3 separate regions of the Mus musculus genome follow, and all the other regions are linked to region 2. A link is a contact called in public Hi-C data. All regions are on one chromosome and are shown on one strand. The core of a region is the stretch at or near the end of the contact, and the rest is flanking DNA. Distances in the headings are between cores, read along the strand shown.

Region 1 (2,700 bases), core at 42-2,541, 150 kb before region 2:
CCAGGCGCTGCTGGGAGAGGATACTCAGCCTGCCCCCCTCCCGGCTGAATACTTGCTTTGTTCCGGGAAACGGGGGAAGCATTAGGCTGCTAACCCCTGGGGAAACACAAAACTTTGAATCTCAGAAAAGGCGGTTGAATGTATTTCGAAGTTCCAGAGATCGGTCAAGGAAGGGAAAAGCAGATGGCGGGAGATCAGGAGACTTGCGAGAGAGGCCAACTGACGATGTGGGAGGAAAACAGCTCAGGGTGACCAGGCCGGAGTCTCGGGAACTCAACTCAGAGTGATGGTGCTTCGCGAGTTCCAGCGAACAGCGGGCTAGGCCAAGTGGTGCCTGCCCAGTCGGCGGCCGCGCCAGCTTCCTGCCCTGCCCAGGACCGCAGAGCAGTCAGGGACGCCACCTCTGGCTGGCTTGGTATCGCAGGAGGATGAGGGTATACAAATAAACCCCGAATCTCTGCAGCTCCCCTCCTCCATCTTCCGCAACACAGTGGACCCAGGCCAATTGGTGGGTCATCCGTTTTAGGTTTTCAACCTGGGGTGAATGGGAAAGGTTTGGTGAGCTAGCCATTACGGTTGGGTCAGTCTGAGCTATCTTAGGTCTCATTCGTTGACTGCCTGTCCCATCAACTCCCACTCCACCCTACCCAATCCGTCTCCAACTAGCTGAGGGCACCACTAGGTTAGCGATATAAGGTCTAACAGGCAAAAGGACGAATGGGTGAGACTGCCACCTCTCACTTAGCCTTCCTAACATTCAAGGGAGGGGAGGGCACCTAGGCTCTGTCCTATCCCCCGTAGGACGCTCCCCTCCGTCTCGGAAGCTCAGACTGCTAACGAGGGTTTCCCCCTTCCCCGTGGGCTCACAAGGTTTCTAACTTCCTCTAAACCTCCCTCCTCGCTCTGAAAAGCCCCGAGGAGAAGAGCAGAGAGGAAGCGAGCCGCTAGTGTGCTAAATGAAGACCATGTGTGAGGGTGGCGGCATCAGAGTGCCGCGGCCGGGGAAGGGGGTGGTGAAGGCCGGTGTGCGGCCCACGGCTGGCTCCTGGTCGAGGCAGCCAGCGCCTGGGCTTTGGGGGACGCAAAGCCGCAGCAAAGTACTGCTAGGATAGCCTGGTGGCTGGCCACCGATGAGTGTGTGTGTGTGTGTGTGTGTGTGTGTGTGTGTGTGTGTGTGTGTGTGTGTGTGTGTGTGTGTGTGCGCGCGCGCGCGCGCGCGCTTGGTGGACAGGATCTGCCGCGCCTCGGGGGGCGGGGGCGGGGGCGGAGCCCTGACTTCCTGGGCCGCAGCTGCGACCCAGGGCGCAAGAGCAAATCGTGCTCCGCGGCGGCGGTGGCTCGGGCCCGCCACGCTTGCAGCTGAAAATCAACAAAGGGAGGCGGCAGGCGAGCGGGGGAGGGGCGCGGCTGAGCGCTCGCTGGCTGCTGTGGAATAATAAAAAATAATTAATAATGATAATAAGAGAAAAAAATCTGCCGGCTTTCTGGGCACTGGGTTTCCGTGCGGCTGCAGCGGGAGGCGCGCTGTCCTTGACGCGGCCTCTCTCGCCTGGTCTGCCTGCCCCTCCCCCTCCCTTGCCCCCTCCCCTTCCTGGGAACCGGGAAGAGAAAGGTCTGCAGCTGACAAATATTATCCATTCTCCCCATCGATCGCGGAGTGTACAGATGTGAGCGCTTGATGTGCCCGCGGAGCGGCGGATCCTCCCTGCTCTCTCGCCGCCCCCCTCCTCCCCCTTTGTTCTCCTCCCCTTTCCCTCTCTTTAAATAGATTTCAGGGCGCTGCCTGTTGGAGAGCAGCTGGCGATCTCTCCAGAGAGAGAGAGAGAGAGAGAGAGAGAGAGAGAGAGAGAGAGAGAGAGAGAGAGAGAGAGAGAGAGAGAGAGAGAGAGAGAGAGAGAGAGAGAGAGAGAGAGAGAGAGAGAGAGAGAGAGAGAGAGAAGCCCGAGGTGCCCTGTCACCAGCCTCCCCCTCCCCCACCTGCCCTTCCTGCTGTGAGCCCACCTCCCCTTTTTCCAGTTTCCAAAACAGAAAACACCAGGAACACCCACGTCCACTGCATCGCGAACCTTAAAGCCTTTGGACGCTTTGCGCTGTCCCCGCGCTGTTCCTTGTTTCTGTGAGGAAAAAGAGGAAAGCGCAGGGAGGTTACATAGCGCCATGGCAGAAGATCCAAGGGTCGAGATCTTTCCTCGGCAGCAGCAGGGACAGTGACCGGGTCACGCTAAGAGAGTACAGTTTACCCATTAGGGGTAGTAGGACAAGGCAGCCTCTTTATTCCTCTTCTGCAAATGGCAGATTAAGCCGGCAGCGCTCGGCTTCAAAGGACCCCGGCGGCGTTCTGCAAAGGGTTAACCCTTCGGCCCATAATCGCAGACACGCACTCACACTCACAGGCGCTCACGGTGCGCCCTCCCCGCTCTCCAGAGAGCTGGCCACGGCCCGCAGTGCACCCGGAGCTGGGGGAGTAGCTGGGGAGGGGGGAGGGGAGGGCTTAACCAGGCCGCTCAACTGAGCCGGGGCCACCTCGCCGTCTGTCACTTAAATGATTGTCCTCCGCTCCGCTCAGTGCGGTCAGTACGGGCTGTTAACAGGCAGTTGCAATCAGTTTCCGAAAGGTCAGCCAAGGTCCTCCGGCTCTCGCAGACGGAAGGCATTACGGAACCGCTTTTGTATTTGCAGGCACTTTAGAAAACGAAGCAA
Region 2 (2,700 bases), core at 142-2,641:
AAGTGCTTCACCTCCCAGGGCTCCCTGCCCCTGGCTCCCAGGCTGTGGAGATGGAAAGCAGATCTTCCTGACTGGTTAACTTCGGTAGAGATGATAAGGCTCCCACGGAGGCCACCGCCACTGTATCCTTTCCCTGTGCTCCTTGGGGAGCTGGAGACTCCATACGGTTCTCATTTGCAGCTCGTTCTTGAGGAGGCCTCATTTCCTCACCACACACTCCTGATGTGGCCAGGGTCTCCCTCCCCCAACCGGTGGGGACGGGGCAGGGCCTTCTCCACGCCCCTCCTTCGGCCTCTGCCCTTTCTCTGCATCCTCCTCCCCAAACCCTTCAGGTCTTTCCATTTCTGCTCCCCGCACCCAGGGGACTGTGGTCTGGACTGGAACTGACAGTTGCCTTGACAGAAATGCCCTTTCTAAAAGTTTTCCTCACTACCTAACCCGGCGTGTGTGGAAAGTCTGGGGGTGGCCAGTACGAACATTACATCCCATTGGATGGCGCCTCCTGTGGTCATGAGATCCACCAAAGTCCCAACAGGGCAGTTTGTCAAGACTTCCCTGGCTAGAAGGCTCCAGTGGCCTTCATTTCCACACCTTTGCCCCTCTGCTCCCCAAACAACTTGCACTCCACACCTCTCAGAACTTTGATCTCTCAGGGAGCCAATGGAGCTGCGAAGAGAAAGGAAAAAAGAGCAGCGGGCCCACGCTCGGGCTAACTGATGGGTTTATTGTTCACCTCTCGACGAGGAGCAGGGAAAGGAAGAAAGTGAGAGCGGGCGGAAGTGTCGAAGCCTCCCAGCCCACGAGTTTTGAGTGGCGGTGCGCTTCATCCCTCTGAGCCTGTCTCCTTGTCTGTAAACCAGGCAAGTGGGTGGAGTTCTGGGTGATACTGGGAGTAATGGGCACAATACCAGGCGCAAAACGAGTGCTGTTCTCAATAAGGTGTTGTTCTGAGGGCCCAAAGTCACAGGGGACTTTCTTCTCCCGCACTGGCTGCTGCTTTAGGTCTAACCTCGGCTTTTCACTAGCCAGAAGACCCCGTTCTCTTCTCTTGATTGGCAGTTCTCTGGGTCTTAGTCAGCTAGGACCTGGCTGGGGTTCAGGGGTTCTGGTGCCTGCCTCAGTTGCCTGAGGTCCCTTTAGCCCATAGAGAAAAGCCACAGTAGGGCTGGCCCTCCGAGGCTGCCCCTTCAGGGTACTCCTTTTGTCTCAGGCTGGACCCAAGATGAATAGCAGTAATGAGGAGATCAAAGCAGTTTCCAAGGGCTTGGCCTGAGGGGACCCCTTTGATGTGCCAGCATCCCTTCAACCCCCACCATCACCCTGGAGTCCTTGCCTTTCCTTCCGGTTTGTTCCCCAGCCAGGCCAGCCAGGCAAGCCGTGCCTGTGGCAGGGACCCATTTGTTTACTGAATGAGCGGCTATGGAGGTTAGCGCCGGTGGTGCTCGGTGGACTGCAGCAGGCCAGGCTGGTGAAACCCAGCAGGTTCCACGTGAGCTTCTCTCGCAAAAACGAAAAACAAAACAAAACAAAAGACAGAAAAAGGAAAAAAAAAAACCCACAAAAACAGAAAATGTGAATCCCAATCTGTTTGTAAAGGAAGGATGCACCGCCAGCAAACACTGGCTGCCTGCCTCTGGGCTCTAATTAGATGCAGATCCTGCTGAGTCTCCCAGACCTTGGCCGGGGGAAGGCTGGGATAATCTCCACTCCGCCACCCCCCCCCCTTTTTTTTTTTTTTTTTTTTTTTTTTTTTTGTCAAGGGTAGGCGCTCCTGTGAGGGTTTACCTGAAGAGGCCGAAGTATTTTCCCTAGGGTCTGAGTGAGAGCTTCGGTGGGCAGGGCCACCGGCTGCACTCCCCAGTGAGAAGGAAAGTGGGGTTGAGGCCTCCCTGCTTCTAACAGGTCACCAAGCTCCATTAGTCTGCTCTGGGAGTCTGGTCCCTCCTGCTAAAGGCCATAGTTCACCTCCTGGTGGGGACATATCCCTTGCCAGAGGAAAACAGCTGTTCAGAGATAGGAAATATTTGGGAGAGCAATGCTAGGGGGGGAGGGAGCCCCTCTGCCCCCACCTGTTCCTGGGAAACAGATAAATGGAGTCTTCTGACAACTGCTTGTTCACCATCCCCCCCTACCCCTAACTCCACGCCCACCTTGCCTCCCACTGGGTTTGTAGCTTTGACTATCCTGCCTGTAGATCTGGCTGGCCTTGAACTCAGAGAGTCTGCCTGTTTCCTAAATGCTGCGATTAAAGGCATGTGTCATCCCCAACACACACACACACACACACACACACACACACACACACACACACACCTCTGTAACTTGTGTTGGTCTGAAACTTCCTAAGTTGGCCCAGGCTGGCCTCAAACTTTTGATTCTCACCCCCTCTCCCCTGGCGCGCTGGGATGATAGACAGGTTTCATCTTACGTACAAGGCTGCTATAAAGCTTTTATAATGGCAAGGGTTCAGGGAGTGGCTCTTTCTACAGCAGTGGGGCCTACAGCCTGAGGTGCTAGGAGCCAATATGAACAGACCAAAACTCCTACCACTATCACAACTTGCACTGTAGGGGCCCTGGGACTGACAGGAGACAGCATAACAAATAACAGAGGCTTGCTACAGCAAAAGGAAAAAGACAGAAAGGGCAGAGGGAGGGGACAATGAGCTGCTAGGACAGTGACTGTATTGAATAGGGTGAT
Region 3 (2,700 bases), core at 53-2,552, 210 kb before region 2:
CGAGGCGCCCGCCGCACACACTAGCGCACGCTCAAGCCGGCGTTCCACTCGGAGGCACCGCCGGGCCCCAGGAGAGGCCAGACGAAGCGGCGGCGGCTGGGGGTTTTTACAGTTCTTTTCCGAGTCGAAAAAGAAAGCAGACGGGAACCCGCCGCCCTCCCCTTCCTGCTAGCGAGGTAACGCCGAGACGAGGTTCCCAGCTTCCAGCCCAGCACCCCCCCCCCCGCCTGACTCCCGACGCTCGGCGACGACCGCGCTCCCGCGCAGACACACAGAGGCTGCAAACTTCCACTCGTTCAACTCCCGATCCTCCCAACCCCTCGGGAGGCGGCAGGTCCTCCGTCGAGTCCCTCCCTCCCTGGTGCCCATGCGGGGGCCGCTTAGGTTGGCTGCATTTTTAATAACTTGCAGCTCTGATGTAAAACCGAAAGCGAGCAAGGTAGCTAAGCCTCCCAACGGGGGTCTACCGAAGTCGGAGGAGAAACCCTCGGAGGGAGGAGGTCGGCTGCAGTCCCCGGCGCGCCAGCCCGCCCGCGGCCCCCGGGGAAAGGTGTTCCGGGCACTGACCTGAAATCCCCAGTCGGGAAGTAGGCAGGGAGCCCTGCGATCCGGCGCTTTGAAGTTTTCCCCGGAGCGGAGTCCAGGCGGCGAGGAAGATCCGGGGGCGGCTGGCTGGGTGAATGTGTGCGGGGTCGGGAGAGGGCGGCTACGTGAAGGAGCCCGGCCGGGAAAGCGCAGCGAGCAGCAAAGTTTGGCTTCCTCTGGTGCCCGCAGTCCACTCCCAGCGCCGCGCTCGCTCGCCGCCGACTGCAGCCGCTCTGCTGCCCTCGGGGTCGGCCCGGCGGAGGGGTGGGCTCTGGGCCGCGTGGGGGTGGGGCGGGGCGGGGCGGGCTGCGAGCTTCAGGGCAGGTGGCGACGGCCCCGCGCGATCCTCTCCTCCCGCAGCTGGCCCGAGCTCTGTCACCCTCAGCAGCTCCCGCGCCGCCGCTGCCGCCCGCGCTCGGGCAAGAGCCCCAGCGCCATGTTGACGGTTCGCCGAGAGCGCCCGCTCGGGCTGGGTGTGTGTGTGAGTGTGTGTGAGCGAGTGTGTTGGCCAAGTCGTCCCTCCGCGGCGACAGCGCGGCTCGGGCTCTCCGCCCGGCGGCTCGCGTGCTCCCCCTCCGCCACCGCCGCCCGCCTCGCTCCCGCTCTCGGTCGTGCTCTGGGTTCCGGCGCGTCTCCCCCTCGGCCGAAGAGCTCGGTCGCCGTTCGGCCCGGAGCGCAGCTCTGCCTCACCTTGCCGCTGGGAGCTCAGGCTCCGTCTGCTGCCGCACGCCGCGATCCCAACGCGTCCCCCCTCCCAGGTTCCCTCCTCTTCCTCCTCCCCCTCCCTCCGCCCGCCCTCCCTCCCTCCCTCCCAACAGCCGCCTCCCCTCCCCCCTCAGGCGCAGCGCTCGAGCGACAGCCGCCCGCCCGCCCGCCGCCGCCGCCGCCTCCAGCTCTCGCAAGTTTGAGATCCCCAGTCTCCGCTCACCCTCCGCTGCGGCGCCTCCGCGGTGGGGTTTCGGGAGGGGGTGATTCCCCAGGAAAGGTTCGCCCGACTTTCCCCGGCCCTCACGGATTCCCAGCCGGGTGCATTGGGGCCTCGCCACATCTGAACCCCAAACCACCTGGGTGGCGGGTCGTGTCCTCGTACCCCCCCCCCAACTCTACCGCCCTCTGTCCTCTCCGTCCCAGCTCCGGCCGAGTTAGCATTCACGCCCAGCCAGGGCTCACGTCCTAGGGTATTGGAGACCGACTCCGCAGCGGCGACGGCTAGGTCGGCCAACAAATCCCCAGCCCCAAGAATGGGGGGCGGCGGGGCGGCGGGGCGGCGGGGGAGGCTTTCCCTGCCGCGCGCCGAGACTCCCCTTGCTACCCAGAAGGCCAGTGGAGGACCGCAATTACCATAAAGCGCCTCGCACTCCTCTCAGCCAAAGCTGTCAAACCCCAGCGGCAGGCGCCACTGCCTCCTCTCGCCACCAGCGCTGCGCTCTCCCGGCCTAGCGTCCCCTCCGAGAGCCAGCCCAGCAGAGCCTGAGTGCGCGTGGGCGTCCACCCCCACCGCACCTCGCCCCTTCTTCCCAGAGGAGCTACTTCCCCTTAAGGCGCTAAGAGCTACGTGAAAACACCACCACCCGCAACAGTGGCAGTTCCGCGCCCTTGCTCCCCGGACATTTCAATTGTGTGGGAATTGTGTTGAGGTGGGGGGCTGCTCTTGGGGACACAAGGGGGTGGGAGGACCATAAAGGGACCTGGGATGAGCCTGAGTTTCTCCCAGTTCTTAAGCATTTCACAGTCCGGACCTCCGATGGCTGGAAGGTCTGCCCTCGTCTCTCACCTCGGCCTCGTGAGAGTATCTCCCGCGTTTTATTTTACTTGGCCGGGAACAACTTTTGGCTTCACCGTTCAGCCCATAAATTTTCACTCGGTAACGTCGTGCAGATCAAGGCTCGGCGGCAGTGTACAGCCTGCGCCCGCAGCAGTTCAATCCAATTGACACGTATCGAGCTTCTCCTACGCACCAGGAGCAGCTCTGGGCGCCAGGGGGGGATGGGGGGCGGGGAAGGGCAGGCAAGCGAAAGGGGGAAGCCGAGAAGCGAGGTTCAGGCCTCCCCGGAATGCAGAGCCTCAAGGACGAACACCGCTCCAGTTTGAAAAGCTGGCGGGAAGGGAAGTCAA

The links. A called contact is a pair of places that touch in the nucleus more often than the background predicts.
Region 1: a Hi-C map of liver shows a contact between it and region 2, with 2.8 times the contacts expected there. The contact joins two enhancer-like sites. A contact is called at or near these places in 11 of 484 Hi-C or Micro-C datasets (differentiating embryonic stem cells, embryonic stem cells and liver), 8 of 115 datasets of contacts at active chromatin or transcription factors (the SCID.adh cell line, embryonic stem cells and hepatocytes) and 1 of 9 other capture datasets (embryonic stem cells).
Region 3: a contact with region 2 is called in a Hi-C map of differentiating embryonic stem cells, with 2.3 times the contacts expected there. The contact joins the promoter of Bcor here to the enhancer-like site in region 2. A contact is called at or near these places in 13 of 484 Hi-C or Micro-C datasets (the G1E-ER4 cell line, cerebral cortex, differentiating embryonic stem cells and 2 more), 7 of 115 datasets of contacts at active chromatin or transcription factors (embryonic limb bud, embryonic stem cells and stem cell-derived neural progenitor cells) and 2 of 9 other capture datasets (adipose tissue and pancreatic islet).

The regions. Positions count from the first base shown.
Region 1 is chrX:12,134,335-12,137,034 of GRCm38.p6, forward strand. It overlaps a transcript of Bcor not described here. Among named protein-coding and RNA genes, the nearest start is that of Gm46687, 43 kb to the left of the region's middle. Within about 2 kb of position 1,292, at least 257 of the 459 cell types and tissues checked have an H3K27ac peak or open chromatin away from gene starts, as enhancers often do. A contact at or near this core is called in differentiating embryonic stem cells, hepatocytes and liver, where this site is marked.
Region 2 is chrX:12,286,545-12,289,244 of GRCm38.p6, forward strand. No RefSeq gene overlaps it. Among named protein-coding and RNA genes, the nearest start is that of Gm14635, 67 kb to the right of the region's middle. Within about 2 kb of position 1,392, at least 44 of the 459 cell types and tissues checked have an H3K27ac peak or open chromatin away from gene starts, as enhancers often do. A contact at or near this core is called in cerebral cortex, differentiating embryonic stem cells, embryonic limb bud and 2 more, where this site is marked.
Region 3 is chrX:12,079,251-12,081,950 of GRCm38.p6, forward strand. It overlaps Bcor (BCL6 interacting corepressor), which reads right to left and starts at 1,303. Exons shown (of 15, transcript NM_029510.3): 1 at 568-1,303.